Linked DNA regions of Oryctolagus cuniculus: region 2 is linked to region 1. A link is a contact called in public Hi-C data. All regions are on one chromosome and are shown on one strand. Each heading gives the region's core, a stretch centred on a gene start, on an enhancer-like site or on the middle of the called end of the contact. The rest is flanking DNA. Distances are from core to core; before and after follow the strand shown. Region 1 has its middle 250 kb from the start of TRNAF-GAA. Region 2 has its middle 66 kb from the start of TRNAF-GAA.

Region 1 (2,833 bases), core at 190-2,689:
TAGCAAATGATATCTAATTTTTGGTATCAAAATCTGATTTTATTTTTACCACATTAAACAGATTTTCATCTTTTCTACCATTGGCAAAAACAGAGTTCTTCCTCTATATGACCTCCAGTGACTTGTACTTGCCGTGTGATTAATCACAGCAGGTGATTCACGTGTGTTTTTTAGCAAAGCCCTTTGTGTCAAAGACAGGGATGGCCCTGCATGAGAAAAGGATGGATACCCAAGAGTTCTGGTTGAGACAGGACGGAGTACACTGTGTGGACTTGGACTCTCCTGCCTATATGGAGGCCCCATGTTGCCCCTCTAATGCTCCCAGAACTTTGCAGGGCACAGCTTTAAGTCCACTGGAACAGATATTTCAATCGAATTCATAAAAATTCTGATGGGGAGTGGCATATATTTCTATGGTTCAGCATCTAAAGTTACACATTAAGAAACACTGGCAGCACTTTAATTTTTTTTTTACAAAAAAAATTGGTAAAATAAATGTTTTTTTCACTTTGGAAGCTTCAAAAAAGTATTTAAGTACCGTTTACCAGGAAAGCCAAACCATTACTCACCTTACCACTGCTTATGGATATAATCAAGATATTTCATTTTGTAATACTTAACCTTTTAAGGAGTTATATGTGCAAAAATCCAAATAATTCATTTGGTAAATGAGAAGAACAGAAAGTTCTGCTGAATGGTAATATGATCCAGAAATAGCATTAGCCTCTCCACAGACTGGTTTGGCTCATTCTTTTACCTTTGAGTGGAAACAGAAATGAAAGTCCTACAGTCATGGCTGAACCTTCAGTCAAAGTTAATATTTAAACTTATTATGGCTTCTTTGTCAATTTTATAAAATGCAAATATTTAGTAGAATAATATTTTATTTCTTGATGACCCTATTACTATAACTGCATCACATGTAATTAACTTTACTATGATTTATTTAATAATGTGAATGTACCTATAATGATAAATAATCATAAGATAATTCCCAGCAAGGTGCATGGCCACAGCCTCTCCCTAGCAGATGGTCACTTTCACAGTCCTTACTTATAACAACACTGCAAAGCATCAGAAGATTAGACTTGGAAAATAAATGGAATAACACAATATAGTTTACACAGTAGTAACCCTTGGCCATTAGGACTCTAGTTCATAAAAATAAAAATGGAGGATGACCCCGCCATCTAGTGGATACATAGAGAAATGAAAAAATACTGGCTTTTATTTTCTCCAATAGAGGTGAATTAAGCTTCACCAAAATGTTGCGTTTTTCTTGAGCAAATTAGCACTTGCTCTTTTCATTGCTTTTTTTGTCAGACACTGTGAGGACACATGAGATAAAAAAAAATGCATATGAAGTGGTTTGGAAGACAAGAGACTTAGAGATTGCAGCACGGAAGAGGGACAAATTGCATCCATGGAATATCACCAGCAACAGCCAGAGAGGAAGGAGGGAGGGATTGATTGATCTCTTTATTGAATCGGTTAAAAGGAGGGAGGGAGGAAAAAGGGCTGTTGTGCAAACTTTTAAAGCTTAAAACCAGAAATCCCCAGGGCTCCGGGAATTAATCTTGAGTCTAACATATGGAAAGTTTGGCAAAGAAAGAAAAATATCTTTTGGAAGAGAATTCACTGTCTGGGAAGAGGGAAAAGAGGAAAGATGAAGAACAGCTGCCGAGGGGCAGGGCCTGCAGCTGGCACGGAGCAGTGCTTGCTGATGGCCGTCTCCCTCCACGTCCTTAGAAGGGGCTCGCTGTGATGGTGGGAGAGACGCGGGACACAGAGGCAGAATCAGGGGATACCAACCAAGAACCTGGATTACTACTTCCCCTCATCCGGAGAAAAAGGAAACATTCTCAAAAGACCAGCACACTACGGATCAAAGTGAATTGAAGGTCACCCATCCTGCTGGAACATATCATGTAATATGCAAGCAGCATAGGCCTTAATTTAAAATGCTTGTGTAATATTGTGTCAAAGATGTTGGAAAACAAGAGATTACAAATGAAATTTGAGCTTTGGGTATGATTTGAAGCAGTTTTTTTTTTTTTTTTTCCTACTAGCTCCTCTTGAAAATGTTCCACTGTGTTTTTTTTTTCAAAGTAAGTTTATAAAATTTTATTTGTTATTTATTTGAGAGGCAGAGAAACATAGGGATGGAGAGAGAGACACACAGAGACAGTGAAAGATCTGCCATCAGCTGGTTCACACCCCGAATGCTTGCAAATGGCCAAGGAGCTGAGAGCTCAATCCAGGTCTCCTACACAGGTGTCAGGGATCCAATTACTTAAGCTCTCATATTTGCCTTCCAGGGTCTGCACCAGCAAGGAACTAAAATAAGGAGCTGGAGCCAAGGCATTCTGATGTGACATGCAAATTGTCCTAACGGGTATCTTAACCATGAAGCCAAATAGTCACCCCTCAGAGTATTTTTAGAAGGAAAAAATTATGAAGACATTGTCTAAACTGCTCAAAGTAGTAATGAAACCCATTTAAAAAATAATAATTGATTTTGTTCAGGATATCAAACTGTGTTTCTAGAGATCAGGTGTATTTGTAGCTTTTTCATAGAAGTGACGGGAATTCTGAGCCATTCATAGAGATGTAGATGAAGTTCAAGGTGTTTGGAAAGGGGTTCTGTCTTCAAGCAGCTCTGCATTTTACCAAGTTGTGGTTCTAGAAAAAAGGACTCGCAGATTTCAGATCTCTGCCTTAAGAAACTGCGCAGTCCTGGGCCTTTCGCATTGCTTCTCAGGATTGTTACCCTTGGGCTTTATGTGGGTAGCTAAAGCACTCTCCGTGAATGTAAGAACTCAAACAAGCAGAG
Region 2 (2,873 bases), core at 103-2,602, 190 kb before region 1:
AGCAGCAAATTGCAGCTTCCACTCAGTTGCACGACCATAAGGGTAACCAATTGCTACTCTGTTGTATGGTGTGTTGTAGTCAATGAATTACATGAGGTCTTCAGTATTTTATTATCAAATTGCTTTGTGTTGGTTGATCTTTCCCCACTCTAGGGGAATATGTGTTCTGAGCATGTTTAAGGTAGATTGAGCTAGGTTTAGGTTTAGTAAATTAAATGTATCAAGAGCAATTTTAACCGACAATATTTTCAATTATTATGAGTTTATCAGGTTGTAACCCCATCATGGGTGTGTGCGCGCTCTCTCTCCCCTCTCTCTCTCTCTCTCTCGCTGTGTGTCTGTGTGTGTGTAAAGAGGGATAGAAAAGAAGAACTGAAAAAAAATAACGTCTCATAAATAAGTCAATTGGGTTGGCTTTTGGTGCAGCAGTTAAAACATTGCTTGGAATGTCTGAATCCTGTCTCAGAGTGTCTGGGTTCAATATTCAGCTCTAGTGTCTGGTGCTGAGCAGGGTAGGCTAAGCTTCTGGCTGCAGCACTGGCATCCCACATGGACGTCGGTTCTTGTCCCTGTGGCTCCATTTCCAATCCAGCCCTTGGTGGCTAGTGATATTAAATATGTATACTGGCTCTTAGAAGTGAATTTCCTATGATATCATTTAGATCAAATATGCTCTCATCCCCAAGAAAAACAAGCCTTTCAAACATGAACATTTCCTGAATTATCCATCTATGTGCAAATAGGACATGGCTCCTACATGTATTACCATTACTTTTATAGATGTTTTTAAGCTCCTGAATTCTTTGCAAGTGCCAATTTCAACCCTCCCATTCTTCTTCAAAAGGGCATAGTTATAATTTAACTCAGTAAGGGTGTGAGATCTTTAATGCATTTTCCCAACATGGCTTACTGAACTTTAAGCCATTTTTATTCTGGTGCAAAATATAATCATTGAGCACCACACGTGCCCTGTACTGACTTTGAAATGAACTTCATATGAATTGTGTTGACTTTCCTGGAAATACGTTAGTGCAGAGATGCAACACGAGATTTCTTGTCAAACCACTTCTACAGGTGGATTTGAAACAAGTTGGGCACACTGACTCTGCTTCTCACTTGCTGAAATTCCTATCCCAAGTGCTTCCTTTGCTACTGCAAAGATGGAGGTGGAGGGTTCACAGATTTTATACCTGAGTCCAGGTTGCATAACTGGGCTGAAAAATATGGAGTAAGAGTGACCTTTAGTGGCCACTTGGAGTAATCACAAAGGGAAGTAATGTTATCTCCAGGGAATGAATGGACATTCTGCTTGCATGACTACTTAAAACAGAAATGTAATGAATTGGAATTGACTAACCATGAAACTTTTACTTGCCTTTGTATGTTACTCACATTCTAACACTCTGAGTCACTGTTCAGACAGCTGGAAAGGTGCAGTTTTAATTGGCAAATGGTAATCTAGTCACACCTCTTAATGTGACTTAGGAGCTTCAGTGCAAAAGTCTCCCACACAAATAGATTTGGAAATGTACCATTTAATTGAGGCAAAAACCCTTTGCACTCTATGGATTAATATAAGCCACCTGGTAATCTTTTGAACTTGAGAGCGAAGCAGTAGGGGAGGAGTCACTTTTTAGTATCACATCCGACCTGAGAAAAGGGAGACCCTCTCCCATTTAGAATGAAAGCCACTACTGATGGAAATTAACATGCGTAGAAGGTACATTTTTTTGTTGCTGTTGAGACACATCAGTGCCTAGTTCAGTAATTCCACCTTAAGATGTAGAGAACCTCTTCATAATGAAGGCATTTCACTCATTTTATAACGAAGGTATTATTTGCTTAAAGATTTCATTTTCTACAATCTATTGAAACCATGTGGCAGTGCTTATACCCCCATGAGAACTTTCAGCATTGTAAATAATCTGCACATTTGTATAAATGCTCTTCAAAACATTGTAAACTGATTTGTTATTCTAATTATTTAAGTTTTTTTTCTAGTGAAATCCATTATTGTATATGATGATAGATTTTCATATGAAGAGACATTAGTAATGCATTGCAACACATTCAAAGAGAATCAGAGTTTCTGAATTAGACTGGCCCATTCTCAAAATGCATGTCTTGGACAACACAAAGGATGGATGATAAAGCAATGCCATTAGGTGGAAAGGCCATCAGATTGAGCATAAGGAAACCCATACTACTTTTTAAATCTTAGTTGCGACTCTAGTTTTGTCAAATGAGGATATTAATTATAATAATTGATAATATAATTTACTTGAAATTATAAAATTATGCACATGTATATTATAAATTCCAGGTAATTATAATGTAAAAATCGAATACATCATTGACATTTATTGTAGATATGTCCTTTAAAATATATACACATAACATCATGTTGAGTGAAATAAGCCAGACACAGGAAGAGAAATACCACATGTTCTCTCTTATATGTGGGAGCCAACATTTAGAAAGAAACAAACAAACAAAGAATGAAGGAAGGAAGGCAGGCAGATAGACCTGTGTTATCAATATTGCTGCAAATACAATTTTGTGAAACTATATTTTATATGTTTATTTAATACCTTAACCAATTGTTAAGAGTGTTATATTATGATAGCTTTGATGATCTGTGGTTATGTTAAAATTTAATATATATGGATGAAATGGTCACTTTTCCATTCAATTATTGCCATTGTCTATATTCCCACAAGACTAGGGTATTTTTACTTTTTACTTGTTAAACATTATTTCATGAACTATTAAGTATTAAGCCTTAGTACTGTAATGTATATTTAAAATATATTTTATTATCTCAAATAGTAAAAGAAAGAAAGAAAGGGGGGGATGGGAGGATGGGAGAAAGG

Evidence for each region. A called contact is a pair of places that touch in the nucleus more often than the background predicts.
Region 2: a contact with region 1 is called in a Hi-C map of embryonic fibroblasts, with 4 times the contacts expected there. The contact joins two enhancer-like sites. A contact is called at or near these places in 2 of 6 Hi-C or Micro-C datasets (embryonic fibroblasts and skin fibroblasts).

The regions. Positions count from the first base shown.
Region 1 is chr8:40,442,612-40,445,444 of mOryCun1.1, reverse strand. No RefSeq gene overlaps it. Among named protein-coding and RNA genes, the nearest start is that of TRNAF-GAA, 250 kb to the left of the region's middle. Within about 2 kb of position 1,439, at least 1 of the 8 cell types and tissues checked has an H3K27ac peak or open chromatin away from gene starts, as enhancers often do.
Region 2 is chr8:40,627,745-40,630,617 of mOryCun1.1, reverse strand. No RefSeq gene overlaps it. Among named protein-coding and RNA genes, the nearest start is that of TRNAF-GAA, 66 kb to the left of the region's middle. Within about 2 kb of position 1,352, at least 1 of the 8 cell types and tissues checked has an H3K27ac peak or open chromatin away from gene starts, as enhancers often do.